4 separate regions of the Gossypium hirsutum genome follow, and all the other regions are linked to region 3. The links are chromatin contacts, called in public Hi-C maps. All regions are on one chromosome and are shown on one strand. The core of a region is the stretch at or near the end of the contact, and the rest is flanking DNA. Distances in the headings are between cores, read along the strand shown. Region 1 overlaps LOC107890885 (a long non-coding RNA gene). Region 2 holds the start of LOC107890797 (exosome complex component RRP4 homolog). Region 3 holds the start of LOC107902334 (cellulose synthase A catalytic subunit 2 [UDP-forming]-like). Region 4 holds the start of LOC107890843 (RNA-binding protein 39).

What was found. Hi-C and Micro-C count contacts between places; a contact is called where the count stands out from the background.
Region 1: a Hi-C map of leaf shows a contact between it and region 3, with 1.6 times the contacts expected there. The contact joins the enhancer-like site here to the promoter of LOC107902334 in region 3. A contact is called at or near these places in 2 of 34 Hi-C or Micro-C datasets (both in leaf).
Region 2: a contact with region 3 is called in a Hi-C map of leaf, with 1.6 times the contacts expected there. The contact joins the promoter of LOC107890797 here to the promoter of LOC107902334 in region 3. A contact is called at or near these places in 11 of 34 Hi-C or Micro-C datasets (anther, callus, hypocotyl and 2 more).
Region 4: a Hi-C map of leaf shows a contact between it and region 3, with 2.1 times the contacts expected there. The contact joins the promoter of LOC107890843 here to the promoter of LOC107902334 in region 3. A contact is called at or near these places in 5 of 34 Hi-C or Micro-C datasets (callus and leaf).

Annotation. Positions count from the first base shown.
Region 1 is chrA11:69,194,076-69,201,730 of Gossypium_hirsutum_v2.1, reverse strand. It overlaps LOC107890885 (a long non-coding RNA gene), which reads left to right. Exons shown (of 2, transcript XR_001682078.2): 2 at 1,712-1,880. Among protein-coding and RNA genes, the nearest start is that of LOC107890885, 4.7 kb to the left of the region's middle. Within about 2 kb of position 3,205, at least 7 of the 9 cell types and tissues checked have an H3K27ac peak or open chromatin away from gene starts, as enhancers often do. A contact at or near this core is called in leaf, where this site is marked.
Region 2 is chrA11:69,341,520-69,348,542 of Gossypium_hirsutum_v2.1, reverse strand. LOC107890797 (exosome complex component RRP4 homolog) reads left to right here and starts at 2,051. Exons shown (of 7, transcript XM_016815361.2): 1 at 2,051-2,618; 2 at 2,702-2,803; 3 at 2,893-2,938; 4 at 3,076-3,165; 5 at 3,680-3,745; 6 at 3,874-3,942; 7 at 4,038-4,629. The coding sequence starts at 2,335. The coding sequence ends at 4,475.
Region 3 is chrA11:70,017,234-70,024,013 of Gossypium_hirsutum_v2.1, reverse strand. It overlaps LOC107902334 (cellulose synthase A catalytic subunit 2 [UDP-forming]-like), which reads right to left and starts at 2,053. Exons shown (of 14, transcript NM_001326920.2): 1 at 1,531-2,053; 2 at 205-400; 3 at 1-121. The coding sequence starts at 1,611.
Region 4 is chrA11:69,174,825-69,181,917 of Gossypium_hirsutum_v2.1, reverse strand. LOC107890843 (RNA-binding protein 39) reads left to right here and starts at 1,819. Exons shown (of 15, transcript XR_005905265.1): 1 at 1,819-2,902; 2 at 3,369-3,447; 3 at 3,586-3,642; 4 at 4,753-4,808; 5 at 5,619-5,850; 6 at 6,151-6,237; 7 at 6,330-6,407; 8 at 6,568-6,651; 9 at 6,791-6,855; 10 at 6,928-7,093.

The DNA of each region.
Region 1 (7,655 bases), core at 1,956-4,455, 820 kb after region 3:
TCCTGAAATTAAAAAAAAAGAACCAATAATAAGAGACACTTTGTCCTCTCTTCTTTCACGAAGGATGTCCTGGTTTCTGCTTTGTGTTATTTGTATATGTATAGTATTAAATAAATGTCAAAATAGTATGTGTTTAAGATTTTAGCTCCTCCTTTCATAGAAAAGCGAGTTGTTAATGCTTCGTAGACATAGAGATATATTATAGATAAGCACAGGGGTCATTGTACTGGATCTTCCAAGTGAGTCTGTAAGGTATGTCAGAGTAAATTTAATAATTTCCCATATTGTTGCTTCATTAATTTGGCATATTGAACCTTTTGAACATATAGGTAGCTTCATAATATATTCAAGCAGTTTCTTTATTACTTTATACTAAATTCAATTGAATCATTATTTGGTATGAAGTGATGAAAAATCATGATTGATAAATCTGATAGTCTGAAATAGGCTCCTTGTTGCCCCCTCCTGCCTGAAAAAATGGCCCTCTGAACAGTTGTGGGATCTGCAAATTATGAGGACTTGAATTCTTGAAGACCTTTAACACTATCTTGTGCTAGATTATTATGATGGCAGTGTTAAGTTACTCTATGTAACTTATGATTTGTAGCTAAAATATTTTCTTTAATCAGTACAAAATGATGACAAACACGCAATAAGAGGGCTTGATTCGTGAAGGAAGCCAGTTTATTTTTTTGTTCAAACAGTTGAAACAAAATTCAAATATTAGTTACTCCTAATAACTATTAGAGCTTTGATGAAGTTAGCTCTTCCCTGTCAAATGCCCTTCTATTACTTTCATCATTAACGCTAAAAAATAGATGGACCAAATGTCACTTTTTTACTATCTGTACAAGCATGTATACCTCTCAAGTCCTTGCTCTTGCCACTCAACCCTACCTGTATAGCCCATTTAATAATCTACATAGCATAAGCTAAGCTGCATTTGTACTAGAACAGCTGCAAGTTTAAGCCCCATTGTTGTCTACTATCTAAATCAAATTGTTGAAATGCCTTGTACCATATTTAAGCACAATCAAGATTAAGTGATCTTCTCCTAAGCATAGAAACTAGTTCATGAAATGATTTTAAATCAAATAGAGATATACCCTATTTTGCAGTTTTCATATATAGTTCTTATAGATTGTAAATGATATTATTTTAATAGTTAAATTTTGATCTTATTTGTTTTTTTTAGTATTGCTACAACTATAAAAAATTATATATAAAAATCAAACATGATTTTAATTAAAATGTTAAAACTTAAAATCAATGGTTCATTTATTTATTTAATATAATAAGACCAAAACTTTTTTATGATGCTCTCTATTCTTGTCACCAAATTAGTTGCTGATGCTTCTTGTTTTTCTGATGAGGTTTACATCTTTTCCTCAAGAGAACTTGTTATGTTTAGTGATTAACCTGGCATTTTACATAGGTTTCACCTTTCAAAGCTCGACATAATTGTCGTGGGAAGCTTTTTATTGAGGAAAAGCCATAAATGTGACATAGCACATTCTATTTCTGTTAGTAAAATTCTTGCTTTTATCTATTGTTGCATTTGTTGGATAGTCTTGACAAAATTCTTGCTATTTCATTTACAATATGCTATTGGGAAAAGGCAAATTATAATGAAGTTATGTTTTTGGCATGATACATACCTTTTGTCGGCTATTCTACCTGTGATTAACTTGTAATCTTTCACTTGTTGCAGATCATTTTATCACAAGAGAAGAACATTTAGAGACTTTAGGAACTTGTGCGGAGCCTTCAACAGCAACTTTTGCCTATTATTTTTTGAACTCTCTATTAAATTTTGCCTAGTTTTATCTTTACTTGAATTTTTTTATTCAAATTTATTTAAAGATATTTTTTAATTAAAACATATTTTTAATATTTTATTTTAATAGTTAAAATAATAAATTAATTAATATAATTTTAAAAATTAAAGTTAACTTATATTTAATTTTCAAGTCCTTTAATTTAATAAATAAAAATTCTAATTTAATGTATTATATTTTATAAATTAAGTTATGGTTAACTTTTAAAATAAAATATTTGAAAGAATATTTTTTTTGTTAAAATTTGTTTTCAAATCATCAAAATCAATATTGGGTGGTAAATTTTAGTTAAAAAAAATTAAAGTTGGTGGAAATATTCAATAAAATTCAAATTTTAGTGGCAAAATTCAATCACATTAAGTTAATTGACAAATTTACGTATAATGACAAATGTAAATTAAAATAAAGTATTATGCTATTGTGGGATGAATAGTCACAAAATGTGCTCTATTCTCATGAATAGGGATCAAACTCCCGACCATAAGATAAAGTAGTGAATTTATTTTGTATTTTTCATTTTGTATTTTTTTGTGTTTGTAATATTTAGATTTTATAATGACATGATAGAATGTCATTACAATGTTGTAACTTTTTGATGTTATAAAATTTTAAAACATATGGATTATGACATATAAACTAATGAAATCATGTAGTTTTTTGTTAATATATGAATATTATGCTTGGATGTGAAATATAATTCTCAAGTTATTTATTATTTTTTTTAGCAATGAGTTATTTATTACTTCTAATATTTAATTATTTTTTATTGTAGAATAATTAAATTATTTATTTCAGTAATGATATTTTAGCACATTAAATATGTATTGCAGTTTAAAAATAATAAAGTAGATTATATATATTTTTATAGTATTATATATTTGGATTTTTTAATTCATATAATAATAATATTAAGAATGTTATTAAATTATATTTTTTATTAAATTATATTTAATAATAATTATGTTAAAATATGGTTAAACTATTTATTATTTTTATTAAATTATTTTTAATAATAATCTTATTAAAATTTAATAACAATAACAATAATCATCTATCTTAAAAAATTCTACTGAAGGTATTATGGTCATTTTAGTTTTTTTCCATATGCTATTACAACATCATTCCATTTAACCAAACACAAAAATACTATTACAGTTCTATTCTATTCCATTCAACTAAACAGTTAAATTACTTATTATAACTCTATTACATTACAGCTCTATTCAATTACAACCCTATTCTATTACAGTGAAACAATCGTCCGGTTAAAACTTGTTTGGTTCAATGTAATGGCATAGCTATTACAACTCAATTATATGGTCCACCACAAACCCTTGTGTGATTCAATGGAATGTGTATTACAGGCCTTGCTGTTTAGTTTTCTATTCCTGCACATCACTGCATGGAGGATTTTGTCCCACCCTCTGAATTGCCATTCAGAGCATGGTAGGAATGCTGAGAGAATACCTTTTTTTTTTTCATTTTTACCCTCATTTTTCATCGTCATCCTTTCTGCAGTTTCAACTATAGCCTCTACGTTCATTACCTTCTCCATTTATAAAGCCCTAAACACCATTGCCCCTCACCAATTTTTTCAATCTTTTCCTCGTAGGAATAGAGATTATAGAAATTTCCCAATTAAGGGCAAAATCTTTAGCAAGGAAAAAAATCCAGACTCAATTGAAGAACACATTAGCTTCTGGTTTTGATTTCAAAGCGATTCAAGACAAGGTTTCTCTTTATTTAAGACCTTGGCATCGCTCATTTCAATTCTGGGTTCGAGCAGTTGATATTTATACGGGCTTTAAGTTCCCTTCTTTATCTTCTTCTTCTTGTTGTTAATTTGATAGTTTTACATTGTTGGGTAATTGTTGAAATGATAGGTGGTTCAACTTCGAGTGAGTTTTGTGAAGGATCCACAAAAGCAATTAGCAATGTGGGATAAACAACATGAGTTTGTTTTTTTAGTTTTTTTTCTATTTTTTCTAGTTTCTTTACTGTTTGATTCTTATTGATTGATTTAGCTATTCTTAGTTCTTTAAACTACGGTCTTCGCTTTTGTGTTCTTTTAGTTCAATTAAAATGGGTTTGTTTGTTTTTACTTTTTCTATACTATTTGATTCTTATTGATTGCCCCTTTTGTTGATTTTGATGTTCTTAGCTCTTTGTAAATTACAATCTTTGTTTTTGTGTTCTTTCAGTTCAAATTTAAATGGGTTTGTCTGTTTTTACTTTTTCTTTTGTACTGTTTGATTCTTATTGATTGCTCCTTTTGTTGATTTTATTGTTCTTAGCTATTGGCAAACTGCACAACATTTGCTTTTTATGTTCTTCCAGCTCAATTAAAGGCTAAATTTTACCTGTATGTTCAAATTTATTTATGTTCCTTTTGAAATCCTGTTTTACTTATTGATATTTTCCATTCCACTTTGGTACTAAATACTTTTATTGGTAAATATACCATTTGATGTTGTTCAACTTGTTTCAGAGGAGGAGTTTGGTCGAAGCATGGGTGAAATTTTTGAGAATTTTGATGTAAATCCTCTCGGTTCAGCATCGATTGCACAGGTATTACTTTTTCATTTCTTTACCTGGTTTGAAATTTTATATGAGCATGCTAGAAAAGGTATAGGTTTATATGAGCATGCTGGGAAGGGTATAAGTTTGTATGAGCATATGCTGGGAAAGGTATAGGTTTATGTATTTAAACATATAAAATCTTTGAAGTTTGAACATTGTCATTAAACAAGCTTCATGCTTTCCAACATACATTAAGATATGGCACATTTGCTGTTTTAATGCTACCATAAATTTTAACATTTTTGCAGGATTCTCGGGTTCCGGAAATAGGATAATGCTTACAAAAACCGAATTGATATACATTAACATATGTTCGTATCTAACTTAGGTTGATCAAGCAAGATTGAGAGGTGATAAGAACGATGTTGTTGTTAAGGTAAGTTCCCTTGAAGATGATTTTAAAGCCTCATATGTCTATGCGATTTTGACCATTCAAGTTTATGGCAGGTGCAACATCCGGGAATCCAGGATCTTATGATGACTGACATTCGTAACTTGCAAGCATTTGTACTGTACATGCAAAAGGCTGATATCAAATTTGATCTTTTTTCCATTGCTAAGGAAATGGAAAAACAGGTATCTGTATTCACACTGTTGTTCCTTGCAAAACACATCTGTCCTTCTTTTATGTAATTTTCAGATTATGTAAATTGAGAGAATCGTACCACTCGGATTTGGATTTCTTTGTTCCTCTGCATGTTGTTAATTATTTATCCTTTGTGTTGTCAAAATCAGATATGAGTTTGACTTTCTAAGAGAAGCCAATACTATCTAGAGAATTTGCTGTTTCTTATACGAGAATAACAAAAAGACTCTGACTCTGGTCCTGGTTCCGACAGTGCTTCGGGGTTTGGTTACAAGGAAATTTCATTTTGTTGTAATTCTTTGTATTTTTTGTACATTTTGTCCTAGTATTATCCAAGGATATCTGAAATAGATGTTTGAAAATCCATTACATTTTGTAGTTTAGGACTTGGTGTTGTCTTTATTGGTTCGATAAACAAGCATAAATGTTGTACCGATATAGATTCACTCATTTTATCTTTTTATATTTGTGTGCTTGTCAGCGAGTTAGTAATGAGGTTTGTGATATAGATGTTTTCATTGGAAAACAATATCAACGGAGGAATAGGAATTAGAATTCTACATTTATTTAATTTCTTTTGGGATTTTTAGTTTTACTAGGTTTTTTATTTCCTTATAAACTTTAAATTAGGAATTCTATTAGGACTTTAAATTAGGAATTAGATTAGGATTTTCTTTTGTAATTAACAACCTATAAAAAGGCTGCCAATATGAAATAAAAAGGGAGTTTTTTTTATCACAAACGTTAGTTTGGGAAGAGGGTTCAGTCAAAGACGAATCTGCCTTTGAGTAACCATAGGTCGAAGCAAGGATACTTTCTCGTCTAGACCTGTGACTAGATCTTACGCCAAGGCGCATAACAACTTGGTATCGGAGCCAGCTGTCATGGGTGACGAAAAAACTTTGACAGCCAAGCTGGAGGCATTTATGGAACAAATGGCTACAAGGAAACAAGCATTGAGGAGCAGATGACGATTTTATCTCTTTCGGTCCAAAAGACAACGAAAGAGAATTTAGAAAAAAATAATGAAGAACAAGGCAGCAGTAGAGGCAAGAAAAGAAATTCAGATTCACAACACGGTGGGAGCATGGTGCCAAGATACTCCAAGATGGAATTTCCCAGTTATGATGGTGTTGGTGATCCTTTAGGATGGTTAAAAAGATGCAAAAAAATTTTTGGCAATCAGCGGACCAATGAAGAAGACAAAGTCGGCTTAGCTTCATTCCATCTCTTAGGAGAAGCACAATTGTGGTTTGATCAAATCGAGGAAGAGGAGGCAAATCTGGATTGGGAGCACTTTAGAGAGTGTTGTCATGTTAGGTTTGGGCCACCTATGAGTAATAACCCCTTGGGGGAACTTGCAAACTTGAGACAAACTGGGACGGTAGAAGAATATCAACGTCAATTTCAATCACTACTAGCTAGGACTACTGATCTTAAACCTCGACAACAAGTAAACCTTTTTCCTGCCAGATTAGTAGAGGAACTTAGAATTGATATCAAGATGCAACAACCGGGAAACCTTGGAGTTGCAATGAATATGGCTTGAGCTTTGGAACGGAAACAAAAAGTCTCTTCCAAGATGTTATCTCAAACCAATCTAAACTGGTCAGCTTCCCAAAACACTGGCAACAATTCCATTATTCCAACAACTAAGAGCTTTGCAAAGGGAGGAGGACAAACAACGAAACCAATGGGGAATAATAGCAAAATAGGTTCTTCCGCACCATTTATCAAAAGATTGACACGAGCAGAGATGGCGGAGAGAAGGGCTAAGGGATTGTGTTATAATTGTGACGAGTCTTACTCCATGGGGCACAAATGTAAAAGGCTATTTTGGATAGAAGTACCAGATATTGAAGATGAGCAAGATGATGAGGTAGATGATCTTGAAATTTCCTTACATGCCATTAGAGGAACTTGCAATTTATCTACTATGCAACTACCAGCAAAGGTGTCAAGAAAAACAGTGTTAGTTCTCGTTGATTCAGGCAGTACACAACTTTCTACGCGAAGGTCTAGTGCCAAGATTGGGACTGAAAATAAAAAAAGAAAAGGGGGTTGCAAGTATATGTGGCAAACGGAGAACGGGTTCCTAGCATTGGCATTTGTAAATCAGTACAGTTCGTTGTGGCCAATGACAACTTTCAAGCTGATTTTTATACAATACCATTAGAAGGGTTTGATATGATTTTGGGGGTTAAATGGTTGTGTACCCTTGGTCCAATTTTATGGGATTTCAGCTCCTTAATTATGCAATTTGCAGTAAACAAGAAGAAGATACTCTGGCAAGGGCAGCACCCAGAGGAAGTTCCACGACTCAGCTTGATACAGGGACAGGATTTAACTAATATAGTATTAGATAAGCTACTGGTAGAATTTGTGCATTTATTCCAAGAACCGTCTGGGATACCTCCTAACCGCAAATGTAACCATCGTATGACTCTCAAACCAGGAACGGGACCAATTGTAGTCAGGCCTTATCGATATCCACATTTTCAAAAGGATGAGATTGAGAAGCTGTGTAACCAAATGTTACAACAAGGAATCATTCGACCCAGTAGATCACCATTCTCTTCTCCAGTACTATTAGTAAAGAAGCATGACGGGTCATGGCATTTTTGCATCGATTATCGAGAGCTTAATGCTTG
Region 2 (7,023 bases), core at 802-3,301, 680 kb after region 3:
AATGATTGATTTTCATCAATCATCAATCATCAATATTATCTCTTCAATGAATATAAGATATTTAGAGAGAGTTAATTAGAAGTCTAATTATTTAGAATTGTCAATAAATAAAGAGTCTCCAAGGCATAATAAATCTTATGGACGGTAAATCAAGCCCAATAATTACTCTTAATGCCACATCCTTGCTTACTTGGGTGGCAAGGTTTCTCCATACATGTGTTTTGTCACCTTTTAATATTAAGGCTTACATATATTTTGGGTTGTTAATTAATTTCAATTAAAAAATTAAAATTAATTATATAATTAAATATTGTACACAAACCCTATTTTAATCTCGTTGAAGTTATGACAATTTTATTGCATTAAAATGCATACACAATTTTATTTACTTAATTTTATTTCTAATAATTAAATATTATAATCACTTAATTTAAATCCACTTCGAATCCATCATTTGATCTAATTAAATAAATATCCAAAGTGACTAAATTAATCCCAGATCAATCTAATCATTAACAAACAAAAAAAATGTCTATTATTTCAATGAGTAAATCTAGTGAACTAATTCTACTTGCTCAATGTGTACGGTCCCATGCAAGTGTTCATGTTAAACATAAAAAGTTGTGTTGAGTTAATAGAGAGACCGATTAGACATATATAATTATGAATTAAATAAATTGTAATTAAGTTTTGGCTCTTTGTCTATTAATTACAAAGTTATTTTGTCACACTGTCATTCCACTAAAATATTATAATTTATCTCCCCATTATATACTATTACTGTAATGCCCCCAAATTTTCTATACAAAATCTGGTATTGTTCTGAGATTATGTTTAGTGAACTTTGAGAAAATATAAAAATGAGTTAGAAAAAGAGATCATAAGGAATTAATTTGATATTGGTGATGGAAATCAATGAAGAGTTGTGAATGTGAAAATGTGATAAAATGATCAAATCATAAATTTTAAAAAGTATGGGGACCAAAATGTAATTTCACTAATTTGAGAAAATGTAAGTTAATAATAATTATTTGGAATAAAAATGACATGAAATATATATTGGTAGGATGAAGATCACATTTAGATTAAATTGGATAAGATTGAAAAGCATAGGAATTAATTTATGAATTTTCATTTTCACCATAAAAAGATAATTTATGATATAAGTAAACTAATATTGGATTATAATTGTGAACTATACTATTTAGATATGTTAAAAGTGTCATCTTTATGAGAAGGGAAAATGGATTTGAGATGGCTAGTAAAAAACTACAAGCACAAAGAAAACTATAAGGGAATCGAAGCTTATCTTCTAAAATGCTATCTGATGCTTAAATCAACAGGTATCTAAAAGAGATAAAGGGTTTGAGATATATTAGAGAATAATGATAGTGAAAGATAATACTTAGTATTTGCTAGATCTTCCTTTTTGATCAAAACTTGCGTTCATTCCTTTTGTTACTCATGAGTTACTTTCTTGCATAAGAGTATGTGATTCTGTTGATTGGTTGAGATATTCTTGGTCGATAAGATCATGTTCTAAAACCATGTGTTTACTCGTTAGGGTATTCTTATTTGGCAAGATTGTGACCATGAACTTTGTGGTGTTACCTTATTTTCTTATTTAGGTATTTATTGGATGTTTATCTTAAAACGCCAAGTATAACATTAGAGTTGTAATTGAGCTAATATCGATTCTGTTTGCTCTAATACATATTTCTTGGATTGAGGTAACAACTTTATATTAAATTTTCTACAGTTGAATTATTTGTTTAATTTAAATTTCTCAATTATTTTAAATTTAGATTAATTTGATTAGATATAAATAACTATTTAATCATTAAAAAAAGGTTTACATGAATTATAACAAATAGCCCTTTAAAATGTTTTAATATATTTTAAATAATAAAAACAGCTTTTGACTTCTAACAATTGAGTTAAGCCTTCGCTTCTGAACAAATTTATTTAAATTAGGTTTTTCTTAGTTCTAAGAATTTAGGCAAAAGAAATATCATTGTACAGAAAATCTAACTTCTTCAACCCACATTACTTTCCCCTGTTTCTTATGCATCTCTCTCTCTCTATTCTTTAAGCTAGAGGGCAGCTCATTAAAATTATGAAATAAAATAGTGGAATTATAAAATTAAAAACCAAAAAATTGAGACAAACATTTCTGACATTTTATTTATTTAAACATAATGGAAATATATATATATACACTTTTGGGTACTTTGGTCACGTAAACAAAATTACAGAAATCTTACAGAAGTACGAATAAATCAACCGGGTGGCCCAATTAAATAGCCCGTTAACAGCCCAATTAGTAATCAAAGAATGGGGGGAAATTTAATCGCGGCATTAGGGTTTAGGGTTTCTTCTTCTTCTTCTCTCCCCTTTTTTTGTTTTACAGGAGGAGTTACCCCGAAATCAAGCTTATGCCGAGTAGCCGATAACAAAGATAAAATGAGAGGATTGAAGTTACCGTTGAGCCAAACCCAAAGAGTAAGACTTCAAAGGGCATTCGAAAAGCTTCAGTCTCTATCTGCTAAGGCCAATTCCGACGCTTCCGTTACCGTCGCCGATGCTATTCCTGTCAACTACGAAGACGCTTTTCTCAAGTACTCCGCTAAACACTACAATTAAATTACTTATATAGCATGGCTAAACACTTGTTTTATGTTCTTCACTTTTTTTTCTGAAGGGGATATGGAACAACGGACCTCAACGGCGAATTGGTGGCAACTGTGTGCGGCGTTGTGGAGCGCGTCAACAAACTGGTTTACGTACGCGCCTTACGCGCTAGGTATTCTCAAACAAAATCTCTCTTCAATCCTATTATTCTTCTTTTGTTGTTTTGGAATTTATTTATTTTCGAATTATTAAATCTTCTAGGTACAAGCCAGAGGTTGGGGATGTCGTAGTGGGACGTGTAGTCGAGGTAAGGCCTAAAGTGGCTGAATAACACTTACCTTCAAAATGTGGCATTGACCCAGTATTTCCCTTTGTACCAAAAATAATTATTCTTCTTTTCTGGAACACATAAGGGACTTTGCATTTTCATTTATTCATATTCAGGTTGCTCAAAAGCGGTGGAGATTGGAAATTAATTTCAGCCAAGATGCGGTTTTAATGCTTTCTTCAATGAACATGCCTGATGGTATTCAGGTAACTTGTATATTCCTTGCAGAAATTATGGAGAATTTATAATGAAATTCGATTGAGGTTGGATGCTTGATGTGAGAGTGCAGTTCTCCTTGTATATTTTTAGACTAGCAAAGTCTTTTTAGTTGAACTTCCACCATTGGTCTGATACTGCATAGTATCCCTTGAAGCTATCCATTGAATTTTATATGAGCAACATTTATAAGTTCCTCATTTCTTGTTTGTCTTGCTTCAAAACTACCTCATATTTATGCTAGCTGCGTTTTGATGCCATATGGGGAAAATATTTATGTTTTTTCCCTATGTTATACTGACTCATTTTTCTTGAAGAGCCTGTTTTTGACATATATCTGGGCATTTATATGTAGATATGATCCTCCTAAAAGATGGAAATTTTAGAAAATTGAATATACCCATGTTGGACATTTAAGTCCGATACTCATCCCTAAGTAACATACAATTTTGCTTTTGCTCCGTTATAAATTTTCCTAATTTAAATTTCACTTTGTATTATTAGAGACGGCGAACTGCTTTGGATGAACTCAACATGCGAAGTATATTTGAAGAGAATGATATTGTCTGTGTAAGTCCAGTGACGCACTTGTTTGTGTTCTCTTTTGTAGTATTTTTATATGAACATGAACATGCTATATGACAAATAGAAGAAAATGATGAACACTTGTGTTGGAAATGACATTCTTTTTTCTTCAGGCCGAGGTTCGTAATTTCCAGCATGATGGCAGCTTACAACTCCAAGCAAGAAGCCAAAAGTATGGAAAGGTATCTATCTCGAAAGAATTTGTATATCCCTTCTGATTTGGCATGGTTTGTCGATCTTAATAATGCTATTGCTGATTGAATCGACATGTACACAGCTTGAGAAAGGCCAGTTGCTCATAATTGATCCTTACCTGGTGAGGAAAAGCAAACAGCATTTCCATCACCTTGAACAGTTTGGAATTGACTTGATACTTGGACGTAACGGATATATATGGATTGGCGAACATGTTGAAGCTAGAGACAGTATGGTAATCGATCAAGCTAAAAGTATTGAACAATCTACAGTTGTTGAAGGAATAAACCGAGCTTATACCCCGCTAGAGATGAGGCAAAACATATGCAGAATTGCAAATGCTATCCGAGTATTGACGATTTTAGGTTTCAATGTAGATTTAAATTTGATCATGGAGACAGTTGAGTTGAGTAGCTCACTTAAGATTGACATACATGACATGCTTGGTTCAGAGTTTCATGTTCTGGTTGCAGAAATGGAGGCTGAACGAAGAAGCTTGACTACAAAGCGGAAAAGATGATCTGACATTCATCTATAAATCGTGTGTGAGCTCTCTTCCAAGAAAAGATTGCTAATTTGTTGCAATGGAATGGAGAATGTTGTACCTTAATGCAAAATTCTTCCTGTTAAGAAATCATTATTATTTTTAATAGAATGTTATTGGGTTTTCATCAGCTTTATTTACTAAGCATAATTCTCTAATAAGATTTTGAGTTTTGAACTTAAAATAAAAATAAATCTTTGATGTTTTATTGCACGAAAATAAGATTAAGAACTTTTATTTCATTGTAGTTTTACTCAATTAATTTTGGTAATTGATAAATCGAGCTTAATTATCAAAATCATTGGAGTACCGTTTCTGTTTATCAATTATTGGAGCACTGTTAAATTATTATTTAGTTTATTTAAATAAACATTTTTTTATAAATTACATCAGTCAATGAAGAATATTTTAACAAAATATGATTATAACAAAATAAATGTTCTCGTCTTTTATTTCATACAATATATTTTATTATATCTCTTTGTCATTTGGACACGTGTTAGTGCTAGAAGTAGTGTTAACCTCCCTGTTCACTCCATCTGAAATTTTCTTGGTTGACCATTAGCTCTCAGCACCCTTTAGTAAAACCGACCGTTCTCTTCATAAAAGATCTAACCACTCTGCTTTTTAGGTGTGAATGCTCTTCAAGTGTAAACATGCTTTCAAGGCTATGAGGGGTGTAGCTAAGCATAATAGCCTTGTACTGATTGAATAAATAAATGAATGAGCCCTACTATGCATATTTTTTACACATTGGTTTTCTCAAGGCAATCTACCACGTCACACTAATCGACAAGAGGACCTCTCCTATAAATAGATTGACTAGCGATGAAGAAGGGATTAATTTCCAACACAAAGTTACTTTGAGCAATTATCCTCTCAATCAGTCTATCCTCTTGTCCTTGTTCCGGCTCTTGGCTTCTTTAGGTGAGCTAGCCTCCACAACTCCACCTTGATCTCCTCTTTATTTCTCTTTGTCCTCTTCCTTTATTGTACATTGTATCAACAATTGGTACGGTGATCGTGGACTGAGCAATGTCTAGAATCAGAATGATATTATTCCCAATCCCTTCAACAAAAGCAATAACAAACCCTACCAACTAATGATGACGTCAACACTGAACTCCCCTCACCCCAAATCTAGAATCCTAGCACTAAAACGACAACTCGCCCAACATTATCCCCATGGAGGCTAATGCGATCCCAACCGCATCATGTTACGACACAACTCAACGTCACCGAGATTGGCCTAAACACAAAGGGCCCAAGTGCAAAATAAAATTTAATTTCAGTTTGTTAACTTGTGTGTAGGTTTTAATTGTTCGAGATTGGGGTGGAAACCATTATTGGAATAATCGAACAATCACGGATGTCCAGCTCAAGTGTTCCATGCAACTTGAAACAAGCTCATTTAGCTCGTTTATAGCTCATCCTAGCTTATTGAGCTCCACATTATTTGTTTTTAGCTTGTGCATCAATTTGCTGGAATATCTAATTCGGTTTAGCTCAATTATAGCTTTCTTTAGTTTATGCATTTAGTTGCTGGAATAAACTTAAATAATATTTAGTTTAAGTATTAAATGAGTCTTAGTAATGTGTTCGGTTATTTTAGTTTAACTAATTAAGTTGTTATAATTGTCTTTAGTTGCTTAAATAATTAGTTTAATTATTTAAGTTGTTTTGAATTTTCTTTAGTTGCTTAAATAATTTCGGCATTTAATATGTTCCAGTCTAATTAATTTGCTATAGTCATTTAATTTGCTTAATTGTGTTTATAGGTGAATTAATCATTTGAACCAGCTGTTACATGGATCGGCATTAAAGAAAGAAATAACTTCAGCTGTTATAAAGATGAATTGAAGGCAAGCAGTTGAATTTAATGGACAAGGACTTAAAGGAGTTATTTACACAAGCCAATCAGTTTCCAAATGTTTTTCTCATAATGGTGGTTGTTCATCTAAACCTTTGGTTGGTTATATTAGGTATTTACACAAAGAGGGCCGTTCGTATGCCAAATGATACTCAATTTTTGAATGGTGTCCATTCGGCTGCCCAAATGGGAATTAAAGGGCTGTTATGATATCAAGCATTGAACTAAATTTATTCAGCTCATTAGAGCTCATTATTAGCTGATTTGGAAGATTAAACAAGCTGACCATTGCCGTTACATATGTTAGAGTTCATCAAAGGTCACTTAGTTTTAATTGGCTTAACTAAGTTCATCAATAGCTCAATTAAGTTGAATGTGTGTGTTTATTCGGCTGGGGTTTGTCTCATGCCTATAAATACTTTGTTTCTAGATTGTTGTGGGACTTTTTGATCAATTTTATGAACTATTTTATTCTTGTGAGAATTCAATTCTCCTTGATCTCTTTGGGACTGATCTGACTTATCAAGCTAGGCTTGTGGCATCTTATCCTTCCTTTGTTTTCCGAACTTATCACTTCAAGTGTGGCGTTCATTATACCTTTGGTTCCTATCTAGTTAGATAATGGGTCAAGGTTTATTTTCTATTTTCATTGAT
Region 3 (6,780 bases), core at 804-3,303:
TTAAGGTGCCCACCGAGCATAGCCTCAGCAACTTGTTGAGGATCCAAAGCATCATAGTCGAACTCATTGTCCAGGTCATCTATGTCATCTTCTTCCTCATCACCTTCAACCCTAGGACTGCCTGCAGCTCACATCACTAGTTAGGGACACTCATAAGTCATTTGGAATGCCAATGTAGCTCATACATTGCAATAACACTTTCACCTTTGATTCGTTTATATCTGGTTTTGCACTGCGGGCAAGCTTGGTTTCCTTCTCTTCTCTCATACTCATAGCAGGGTCTGCACACAGGGAAAGCACATTCGTTGCAGGCAACAAAGGGCTCCCCATCCACTGTAATCTCAATCTCATCCCCACAGATCTGACACGTTTGCCCACTCAATTCTTTCACAGACTTTATCTGATAAGAACAACAACCACAAAGAGTGTACCATCAGTACCTGATTATGAAATGCCAGAACAACAAATCCAGTGCAAACTAAAGCAGTGGTGAAAGTTCTATTTGCACAGTCCTGAAGGAGAACAATTCTCACAGAATTTAACAAATGCCTAAATGTACTAGAAGCTAACCCAGTAATTACATCAAACCTTGACCAGTTACCAATTAGAACTACCAACATTTTCATTTCAACTTAATATGTTTTGATGAAGGCAATATTTTGCAAACAAAAATAGAATTGCAGACATAAGGAATTTATTTTCTTCACATCTTAGTTAATTTTTTTCTGGTTATCAACACAGTGGTTCACAAAAACAGCTTCCGTTCTTATTTCCTCCTTTGTGAGAGCATTGCAACTTGCAAGTTCAAATAGCTTATTAAATCATAAATACATAAGGAACTGAACGCTACATTAAAAACTGTATAAGCTAATTCATTGAAGATTTAAATCAATATTGCCAAAAAAAAAAAAGCAGAGCTTAGTTCAGCATTATGACAAAATTCAAATCATCCATGTCTTAAGTTCCAAAAGATTTGGAAGAGTTCAACAATTTAACGAGACCAATATGTACGGCAGAATCAGAATCATATGCTTTCTTCCAGTTTGTGCCAAATTCCCAGAATCTAAAATGAAGGAACAGCAAATCTTAAATGCAAGAAAGAAATCTGAACCAGACCTAAAAACATCACAAATCATATAGTTAACAACCAAAAAAAACGAACTTCACCTAAAACGAAATGTAATGGAAACGCCTATTAACCAAGCAACACTAAGACAACTCTATTTTTATACTCCCATGACGAAAAACCCAAAACCCCAAAGAAACTCAAATGATTCAGGGGTTTAAGGCTCAAAATGGAACAAAAAGGTATAAAATTTTGTAAATCTGGCCTAAAAAACAAGTTACATTTCTAGTGAAATCCTGATCAGAGAAATGAAATTACTCGCAATTTCGTGCAATACACAGAAAGAAATACGAAAACCCATGAAACAGCAAAATTAGCAAGTGAGTATTCCTCAAATAACAAAAAAGAAGTAAAAAAAAAAACAGAAGCTCTTTTTTTTTTAGATTTCGTTACAAGTATCTTACTCTTGCATTTTCATCTGCGTTTATCAAAACAAATTCATTTCTGTTGTGAGAACCAGCAATGAGTCGGCCTCCAGTGTCCATAGCCGATTATAGCAATAAGAAACAATCCAACTCTGAAAACCCTCGGTCTCTTCTTCAGTACTGAATGAGGTCAAGTCTCAGTACCACCAATTTCCTCGAAAAGATCCAAAATTGGTCCTTTCACTTCCCATAACAAGAAAGAGTAATCGCAGCTCCACCACAAAAGTGTACCCTCCGGTGGTATTATAATAATGTAATAAGATAATCGAAAAGGGGGAAAAGGAACAAACAAAGGGAAATGGGTTTTGGATTGAGAAGCAAGCCAAGTCTGCTTGGAAACCTGGCTGGTTCGGTCGCAATTTCAGAGAAAGAGAATAAAAGAAAAATGGAAAGTTTTAGAGAGAGAAAGTAGTGATGAAAGTGTTGAAAATGAGGACGCGTAACGAAGGAGAAGATAACAAGTAGAAGAGGAAGCACTTCTAATAGATAGAGAAAAATAATAAACCCAAAAAGAAAAAAAAGAAAAAAGGACTGTTGAGTGTTGTTGGCTATGGGGAAAGAATTTAGATCTGGAAGCCGGGGTCTCAGTGTTTTTTTTTTTTTGAACCTTTCTGTCTTGAGTTTTTTCTTTTCCTGAGATTTTCTCTCTTCTTTTTTTTTTAAGAATATTTTGGATTTTCTTAATCAATTATTTGATAAAAATTAATTTATTTGTTTAGTAATTATTATTTCCAAAAGAATAATATTTTTTTTAGAAAAACCAAAGAACATTTTTTATTTTTATTTATTAATGGTATTCCATTCTTTATTTCTAAAAAATTAATCCAGAGGTTGACCTCTTAAATTTTTCAAAAATAAAAATTATTTAGTAAATATTTGAATATTTCGTTACTTAAGTTGTTCCTTCTATATTAATACAATTTGTTTGGGTTGATTTGATATTAATCGTCAATCCGATGTTAACATTTAGTAATCTTTTAACTGACATATAGCAGACATAAATTAAAAAAATTAAAAAATTTTAAATAATTTAAATAGTTGTCAGGTTAATTAAAAATTAAAATATATAAATTAATAACAATATTTGTTTTTACATTAAGAACAAACCTAAATAAATGGTTGTCCAGATACACTTAAATCTAAATATAATTTTAGTAAAATTATATTTTTTTTATAAAATATCAATTTTTAAGTTATTATTTAAAATATATATATAATGTAAATTTATAAGAAAAATATAAAATATATACCATTAAAAATATATAAAAAGCTTATAATATTTTGAAAAATATATAAAAATACAATATATAATATGCAAATAAAAAAATTAAGATTTTATAAATATATATATATATATATATATATAAAAGAACTAAAAAGAACATCTAGCATGAATTTGGTTAAACAGTTATTCATATGCATTTAAATTAGACATGCATTTAAATTAGACAACCATTTGTCTAACTTATTTTTTATGTAAATTTTTTTATATCTATTATTAATTTATATATTTTACTTTTATATATTTTTAATTTCAAAATAATTATAAACAAATATTTTATAAAAAATTAAAAACATATAAACTTACTAAAAGCACATCAAAATGAACTTAGACAAATAATTGTCTAAATTCAAATGTACTTAGACAACCATTTGTTTAGGTTCATTTCTAATGAGAAAAAAATTTTATTTTTATTAATTTATATATTTTTAAAGTTTTTTTTTAAATTATGTTCATCATGTGTCATACTGATAGGTTGTCATGTGTCACCATCAGATTTGTCATCAGTGTCACATCCACACAAACTTACAGTGTTAATGCGAAGATATCAATTTCAGTGATGAAATACAAGTTTAGGTACCAACTAGATAAAAAAACTCAAATACTAATTAAATACTTTTTGACAAGTTAGAGGGTAAACTACGTATTAACCCTTTTATTAATCAAAAGTTTGATCCTCTGTGCTAAAAATGATGGATACACAAACTTGAATTGATAATTAGTTTGTTGCATATAAATAATTTATGGTGTAATTAGATTAATTTCTTAATTTTAATAAAATTGATCATCAAATTTTGGTAAATTAAAATAAAAAAAATATTTTTTAAAATTTTCATAAAGTGGAGGATGAAAATTATAATTTCATGCAAAAGGAAATTGACAACAACACCGTTTGAATTGTTTTCTAAAAAAAATCAACATTTTTTAAAGTTTTCAATTTTAACAATATAAGATTTATTGTTTTTCTTTTAGGTTTAATACTTCAATGAGAGAAATCATATAATTGACACAGACAAATAGCCATGATCTTTTAAGCTTTGAAGGATATAAATTTTTGTGGGAAAAAACAAGAATTGCCTCACATAAATGCTAAAGAAAAATCAAAATTACAGCTCACAGCATTTTGAATGCTGTTGGAACATAAATGTTTCCCTGTCCTCATTAATGTCCAGAAAAGTTGAAATGGAAACACAATCAGAAATGTAAAATTAATAATAAGAGATTTGGTATTGAGATCATCTCATCTCAACTGGTCCTAAAACCACCACAATCACACCTTAGCCGACAAAACCAAAAATCTTATGTTTTAGGGGATCATAAATGTGAAATTCAAAACAAAAGTAACTTTTAGTGGGGACGCCACCCACATCAAATAATTTTCATGCTTGATTGGCTTCTACTCTGCCTTCTCACACCACATGTGCTAATATACTGTCGGTGGAGCAATTAGCCTCCTCTTTTTGTGTTGCTTTGCCATTTATTTTTATTTTGTATGGTAATTTATAAAAGCTTTAAGATGGTGTTATAAATAAATGTTTTAAAACTACGTACGTTTTAAATAATAAAAAAACAAAAGTTTGGATTCAAAATGATTTCTTTTTATGAAAATAATGCTAAATTTATATATTATTTTTACTTTTTAAAAAATATAAATTTATGTCTCTAAATTAAAAATTTTAACATAAAATATGGTATGATAATTACTCATTTTATCCCTAACAAAAAGTTTGATCTTTATTCATAGAAAGAATAGAGCATATTTTGTAACTACTTTTTTTTTTAAAGCACTCATAATAAAAAAATTTAATCACTATTTCTATTTACAAAAATAGAATACATTTCATAATCAACTTCACTCATAAAAATAAAATGCATTTCAAAATCAATTATTTATCTCTCTTAAAAACCCTCATAACAAAAAGATAAATCATCGTCATCTATAATAGATGCTTAGTTTCAACAAAAATGAAACTAATAAATTTGATTTAACCTAAAATTTAATCTTTTATGATTGTACCGTGAATATGCGTTACCTGTAAGAAAACTTCACACTAATCTATTTAAGCTTGGGGAAAAGCCAACCTTTTTTGAATGGGAGTGGTTTGTGGTGGTGTTACAACTTTAATTTCTTTTCCCCAATAGTAACATGACATTTGTAAAATTGATAGGTACAAAGCCCTTTGCTTAATGTCTTTAATCTATAATTGTAATAATAATTGGAAATTATTGCATGATCCAAAGTAAAAGAAAAAGAAAAAGTGGAAGTTTTAATTATATATAAAATAAAATAATAAAGAATAGGGGCCATGTGGTATGGTGTTAGAAACATGGCATCTGGGAATGCATGTGAAGGATGGGGTCCCCAGGAGACACTTGACCTTGTTTTTGCCCTTAATTCAAGTTTGGGTCCACACTCCACAGTGATTTCTTTTTCTATTTTCTTTTATTTGGTAAAATTTGACCTCAAAATGAAGGTACACAGCTGGCAACAGTGATTGCTTGGATGGAAAGTGGAAAAGTTGAATTGTAAACCACATACTCTAATCTCTCTTCTTTCTTTTTCTATAAGAAAAGAAAAAAATGCATAATTTTCTTGCTTTTCTTTACATCTAATCTATAAATTCTTTTATTTTTTAGATTTAATAATTGGGCAAAAAAAATAAAAAGATAACGGAGCCCATGGAGAAGAAGCAAATGAATGGAAACAAGACAAAAATGAAGAGATAGCTGCAAATCAAAAGGTAGAGGCTGGGTAGCTGTTCTCCTAACAGATTTGATTTGTCTTTTCATTTTGATTTTTCAACACAAAACAAGCTCTCTGAATGTTAGTAATCCTTTTTATTTTCAAAAGAAGGCATATCATCACTAAAACAACATTACACAGAAAGAATAAGAAAGATATCCAATAACTCATCCAATTTGTCTTCACATTTGGTATATATTAATATAATTTATCCATATTTTTTAAATATTATATATGTTAAATATATAATCTCAAATAAATAAATATCAATTATATTCATATATATGTATTTATATGATATATTAATTTTAAAATTATTAATTATTTTCAACCAACTTAAATAATTATATTTTATTTTTAAATAAAATTATAAAAATTAAAAATAATTAAGATAAAAATATTAAAAATTAATTTAAAATTTTAAAATCTTATATCAACCCATATGCTTCAATACACACTATTATAGATCGAAATGCATTGGTACAACCTGTACTAACTAAAATTTTAATTGAAATAAAAATTAGAATTTATCGTTTTAGTATACTACCAAAATGAGTCATTTCCATCGGTACGAAATTGACTTCATTGTGAACAAGGCTTTAGCATCTAGCATCGAAAGCCAAAACCCCTAGTAAAGAAAGTAACAAAATGTTAACAGAAATAAAAACCACATAAAAAAAAAGTCTAAATAAAGCAAGCTTCAATCACACGCCTAGCAAAGCGACATAATTTTCTTGTAAAGCAAAAAAATAAAAATTTTAAAGGCCAGGGTGATTTGTGATATTTATAACAATAAATAGTTTATCAAATTGTAAATATGATTTCAGCTAGATGGGTCCTTATCATTCCTAGATTTCAACAAAATAACATTATCTGCTATTTTCGTACCACGAATTGTTTTGAGTGTGGGCTCAAACGATACGAATCAAACATAAAACCAGAAATGGTTTTCCCTTATTTTTAGTGTAAAAGCAAAATTTCTTCTCAATAGAAACTATTAGAATTGTTATTTAAGAAAATAAATTTAGTACTTAGAGGATAAACTCTCACTAGAAGTCAATTTTAATAGGAAAACGTATTCCTAGCCTAACTAGGAGTAGGTGGGGCGACAACCCTAGTTAAACAAACTAGGGTTTGTCCTCCCTCTCTTAAATATGAGGGACTTTTGGGCCACACACATATCAAGTCTAATTACAAGTATTTC
Region 4 (7,093 bases), core at 570-3,069, 840 kb after region 3:
TAACTTGATTGACATCGATATTTTTGTTAGTGCAGGAGGAAGTGAGTTTAAGTGCGCTGAAGCACATTATCTTCCTATTTAAGTGTTGGGGAAGGGCTATGGGTAGTTCTAAGTATTGTATGAAAAAAGAGCAAATATGATAAGAACATGTAATGAGATTAATATTAAAAGAAAATGATATTTGATATTAATATTTTAATATTTTTAAAAATAAAAAAATAAAAAATTATCATTAATATAATAATATTATGCTTAATTTAATTTAATTTTAAATAAAAACCCATAAATGAACACTTCTTTTAAAAAATAACTTATGTTTTTCAAAAATTAACTCAATTAAAAAAAATAAAAATAAAAAAGAGAAAGGAAAAGCTTAATTTCCATTCATTTGCAAGTAATATTTTGTTGGTCAATTTTTTTAATGAATCAAATACAATAAAATGCAAAAAAAAACATTTTATATAAGGTATTGTTTGATAAATTGAAAAATTAAATGTTGAAAAAATAAATGTTGAAAATTTGAGTGCTGAATTTAAGTTATAAAATTTGTTTAATATATTTTTAAAATTAATTACTGAATATAATTAGATTGTTTGATAAATAAATTGAAAACATTCTCCTTTCAATGATAAAGTAATTTTTATCTACTTATTATTTACCATATTTTTTTTATATTTTTTAATCATCTATCAAACTGAGGCCTAAATCAATTTATGTGAAACAATCACACTATTCTTATATAATAATAGAGTTTGAAGTTAGGGTCTGTTATTTCACTGAAAATGATTTCTGGAGAATGACTTACTTTCTTGGAAGAATTAATATTTTTTGGTTTTTGGATGAATTTGTGTAAAATATTTTCTGTTGTTTGACAGATTTATTAAAAATATTTCATAAAAATTGTTTTAAATAAAACAAACATACATTTGAGATTTTCTTGTCTTTTCATTGTTTAATTGAGTTTATTTTATATCTATAAATTTAAATTAAAAACATTTTTTAAAATTTAGGTTTATTACAACGTCATTTTTTAGTTATAAGACTATCAAGTGATTATTTTTATTTAAAAATGTGATATCAACAAAATTAACAAAAAAAAAAAGTTAACAATTGAACTTGATTTTCAAAATTGAAAAGTAGGCGGACTAAATTATTAAAAATAAAAGTACAGAGACTAAATTACAAATTTGTGAATACTATATAGACTTACGACATATTTTAACCTTTCTTCTCCAAAAAAAATATTTTTAACATATTTATAATTGTAATAAATATTTATTATTAAAATATTAGTATTAAATATTTTCAATAATATTGAATAATATTATTTAAATTTATTATTTTTAAAATTTATTATTAAAATAAAATTAAAATATTAAATAATTTATTAATAAATTATATTAATTATAAAAATAATTTATTATATAACTAAATATAAATAATTAAATATGTATGTTTAATAATATTGAAAGATATAATATTTTTATTAATATTTTTAAAAATAAAAATAAAATTTATTATCAATATAATAAAATAATAAAATATATATGTTTAATAATATTAAAAATATAATATTTTTATTAATATTTTAATAATTTTAAATATTTTTAAAAATAAAAATAAAATTTATTATCAATATAATATTATTAAGCTTAACTTAAATTAATTAAATTTTTTTATAGAAAATAACTTACGCTTTTTAAGAGGATAATTTATTTAAAAAAAACTTATTTTACATTAATTTTATTTCATTTTCTATTAATCAAATTATTTTTTTAAAAACAAATACACAAAAAGGACGAACAAATTTTCCCTAAAACACAGGCCAACCCTTATTGTCAGAAACCTATAACATACCCAATATTGTATACAACGAAGTTGGAAGCCCATAGATTCCGTACGCTTCACACACTTCACACACTTCACACATATCGTATCCGGTGAATGTGCTGTGGAAAAGGGAATCACTTGCTGTTTGTCTTTGTTTCTACTCGTTTCTTTTCTTCAATCTTTCTTCAAACTTCTTGGTAAATTCTCTCAAAGCCCACGCAATTTTATCAAATTGCACCCAAGTCCCATTCCCAGATTTCGAGGACCCAAATTAAACCAAACCCTTGCAATTGACAGCTGAACCCCAACAAAACCCTAATTTCTCAAACCATATTTCGAGGTTCCAACTTTATTACCTTCAACAAAAAGAGGTGAAATCTCGGAAGTTTTGAAACAAAATAATGGATTTCGACGAGTACGAGTATTTGGAAAAAACCGTTGAGGAGCAGGAAGATCCGAAGAAGACGAAAGACAGAGGAGGATCGGAGGATAAGAGCGAGAGAAGCTATAGGAAGAGAGATGGAGATAGAGAGGAAGAGGATGACGAGGGCAAGAGGAGCAGCAAGAAATCGAGAAGCGGCCGCGATGAGGACGACGAGGAGAGGCGAGATCGGGATAAGGACCGCCATAGAAGCAGCCGCGACAGGGATAGGGAAAGGGAGAGAGATAGAGATAAGGATTTAGAGAGGAGGGGTAGCAGAGAGAGGGAGAAGGAAAGGGAGAGAGAAAGAAGAGAAAAAGATAAGGAGAAAGAGAGGGATAGGAGAGAGAAGGAAAAGGAGAGAGAGAGAAGGGAAAGAGAGAAGGAAAAGGAGAAAGAGAGGGAGGTAGACCGGAGAGAGAGAAGCAGTAGTAGGTCGAGGAGGCACGAAAGTGATCGTGAGATTGAGAGGGAACGGGAGAGAGATAGGAGAGAGAGGAGCAGTAGTAGGTCGAGGAGGCACGAGAGTGATCGTGAGCTAGAGAGGGAGCGGGAGAGAGATAGGAGAGAGAGAAGCAGTAGTAGGTTGAGGAGACACGAGAGTGAACGCGATCAAGAGAGGGAACGTGAAATTGACATCAGAGATAGCAGGTAATTTTTTAAAAAGTACATTATATGTGCAAAATGAATTTCTGGGCACCTATGTTGAAGTATTGTAATGTTTATGCAGATGTAGAAATGACTAGATGACTGCTAAGTTCAATTAAACATGCATTTTTGCATCGTGTTTATACCATCCAATTATATTGTCTGTCATGATCTAAGCACATAAACATGGTTGAAGTGCTCACTGCTCACCCCTTAGGGATGAAGTTTATTGTTTTTTATGATGTTTCAGAATTCATTTTTTGGAGTAAATTTATATGCAAGAAATAGGGTGAGAGGATTCCTTAGTTGTATCCTTTAGAGTTATAGAACTGTAATGCCTTTTGTATGTGCATTTTTGGTAGGATGTCGATGGCAATGTCTAGTAATTTTGTGCAGATGGTTCTTTTTTCTTTTTTAGAGCATGATTTTAGTGGCATCCTGAATTATCTCATGAACATGGATGTTTCAGGAGATTTAAGGATAAGAAAGATGCAGTGGAGCCTGAGGCTGATCCTGAGAGGGACCAGAGAACTGTTTTTGCTTATCAGGTAGATAAATTGCTATTTTTGCTTTCATCTTCAAAGTATTGTATGATATAAATGTAATATTTATGTGTATCAACATGCATTTTTTTTTAAATTTCACTATTTATTAATTGTTGTTCACCTTGAATTGGTTGATGACAGATGCCTCTAAAAGCAACTGAGAGAGATGTCTATGAATTCTTCTCAAAAGCAGGCAAGGTTAGTCGGGTTTAACTTGGTTATTTTATTTCTTTGTGAAGGATGTAGTCAGTATTGTATCTACACTTTGCTCCTTGTGCTTGATAATAAAGCACCTCAATACCCTTTCAAGCGAGGTGCATTTGATCAGGCACACACTTGGTGCTTCTAGGCATACTTTTTGTTAAGGGCAATATGCATAAAAAAGCTTGCCTGGTCGAAGTTACTCTTTATTTTATTTTTCTTTTTTTCATTAGATGTTGCTTTACTGGTAAAAAGGGGATAGCATCAAACTCTCCTCTTTTTGATATTTGCCTATTCAACAGTAGGCATGGGACTGTAAAGAACCATGCATATTGACCAAAAAATACTTGCATTTTCTGCAAATAAATTTCACCATTCTTTAGAGATATTGTCATGATGATTGTATATCTTAAGCTTATCATACACACATATAAAAGCATGCACTTATACTTATACGGCACTACATAGCTTAAGTAAGCATTCTTTTTATCTTTGAGCCTTGCGCCTGAGGCAATATAAGGGTTCTAGTACCTAGATGCACCTTTCGCCCTTGACAACATTGGTTGTTCTATGAATTATCAACAACTTCTTTCAAGCATGCTAAGATTTCACATTAATTTATCTGGGAAAATGTTAATGTAATGTTTTGGAAGTTTGTGTACACTTGAAATACCATGTTTATTTCCTTTAGAATAACTCACTATTGCAATTTCTAGAATTTAGCATACTGGGAATATCATTTTGCATAATCTGCTATATTCCTTCAAATTCATTTGTCTTTATGCATTTCTGATAATAACTTTAAGTTAATGCATAAAACAATGTTTAGAATGATGTGAATGCACATTATTGAGATTCATCTGCTTCCTCTTGCAGTATATGATCCTCTGCCTTCAGTTTCGAGTAGTATTATGACTTTCTTGTGTCTCAACATTCTATATATGTGGGGTGAGTTAAAAGCACATGTTAAACGATATAATCTTGCGGACACTCCTTGATAGGTGTTTCATCAGGAAGCTTGAAAGTCTGGGATCTCCCCGCATATTTAATCTTTTAGGTTATTATTTTATGTTTGATGCCATATCTGTTTTCCTTTACTATTTTCAGGTGAGGGATGTTCGGCTGATCATGGATAGAAATTCAAGAAGATCAAAGGGGGTTGGGTAAGTGCCTTTATGTTGAGCAAATTAGACTTCCTTTTGCAGTTGTGTGAAATATATCTTTGTACTAGAATCAAGGTTTACTGTATTCTTAAATGCACTTGCAATGCTATAATGATGAGGATTGATGGGAATAGTTCTCAATTTTTAATCAATTCATGCTTCTTTCGCATATTAGATGACATAAACCTGAATTCTATTCCTCACCTTTCAAATTTCTTAGCATTAAATGCAGCTTACGGACATGGGTACCTTATTCTATTCAACTTGTTAGTAGTACAGATAAGAATTTTAAGATGCTCCATACGGTTTAATCTAAAAGTGGTTTTGTTCGTGACTTGACTCACTGTTAGGCTTTTTCTTTCTCCCTTTAATATGTTATTTTTCATTTTTTTGGTTATCTGGAGGGGTTGAGATGTTGTTCATCTATGATTTTTGTTTTTGTTTTTTTTTTTGCGGGTTCATCTTGTTTCTTGTTCCATGTGTATAATCTAAGCTAAAGGTGTTATCTATGCCATCTTTACTTTCTGTTAAAATCAAAAAGGACATGCTAATCTTTTAACCTCCTTTTTGAGTCCTTTGTGTCGTTTGATTATCATTGTTTTGTTATCTTGGTGTAAGAAATCTATTTTGCTTTCTAATTGTTATGCTGAGCTAACCTTTTTATTGCATCAGACTTCAGATTCAACAAAAGTTGCTCAGAATAGCTCCCTGCACAATAGTTTTTCTTTCCCTGCATCACTTTGACATAAACTTTGGTTGTATTTATTTCTCATATTTTGAGAAACTAATTTGTCACTGATAAAATTGCAGGTACATTGAGTTTTATGATGTGATGTCTGTGCCAATGGCAATCGCATTGTCTGGTCAACTGCTTCTTGGTCAACCTGTGATGGTTAAACCTTCAGAGGCCGAAAAGAATCTTGTTCAGTCCAATACTTCTGGTGCAGGCGCAGGTGGTGTTGCTGGACCATATGGAGCTGTTGATAGAAAACTATATGTAGGGAACTTGCATTTTAATATGACAGAAATGCAGCTTAGACAGGTAATAGGATCATTAGCTTATCAGCAAAATTAGAAGTTACCATTCTTTGATTTGGTTTATGAATTACTGCATTTATATTTTGGTGTTCTCTAAACTTTTCCAAATTTAACTTCTTATTAAAAGGAAAGTACATTCTAATAGTAGTTTCTTAGGAAAAAAATTGGAAGGGGTTACGTGAATTTTTTGAAATTTTAATTTTCTTTGAACCTTTTCCATGTTCATATTACCCAGTTTTAGTGTTTAATAATTTTAAGTTACATTATTTTCATTTCAAACCCTTTTCTTATGTTAATGGCTCAGATATTTGAACCTTTTGGACCTGTGGAGCTTGTGCAACTACCACTTGACCTTGAGACTGGGCAGTGCAAAGGTTTTGGGTTTGTCCAGGTTAGATATGGCTGAAGACTTGAGCTTTTATGTTCATTTTTCTGTATAATAATAACCATGCATGTTCTTTGTTGGCTGTTTGTTTTTTACAGTTTGCTCAACTTGAACATGCAAAAGCAGCTCAAAGTGCCTTGAACGGGAAACTGGAGATTGTTGGTCGAACCATTAAGGTAGGCTTGTTAATTTCATGAAATTGTATGTTATGTTAGTGTAATCTCAGTGTCAGTTGTGTGTTCTATTTTCAGTCACTGTAGCGGAATAAAAAAATAAAAGAAAAACTACAACTGGCTTATATCGTATTAATGGCTTTGTGGTCAAAATTGGATGTAGGTTTCATCTGTTACAGATCATGTTGTTACCCAAGATACTACAGCAAAATCTGCAGACTTTGATGATGATGAGGGCGGTGGCTTGGTAAGTTGAAATTCATTTTATTATAGTAGTATTTAATGAATACTGGTTTTTAATTCGCAGTTTGTCTCATTCTAGTAATAGTGCTGAGGAATTGTTTTATCACTTTTCTTTTTGCTTAACTGGTGTAACTTTTATCCAGGCCTTGAACGCACAATCAAGAGCGTTGCTTATGCAGAAACTGGATCGCTCTGGTATTGCAACAAGGTTCGTTTGTACTTTCAGATAGTCTTTTCCTTTTTTTAATCATATTATATATCTAATGTGATTGTTTTACAGCATTACGAGCTCTCTTGGAGTACCCCTTGTTAATGGGTCTGCTCCAAATCAACAGGCAACATTACCAGTCAATGGCCAAGGGGCATATCCAGCACCGGTTCTACAGCCAATCATGTCTACTACAGCCCTTGAACCTATTGGACAGCCCAGCGAGTGTTTGCTGTTG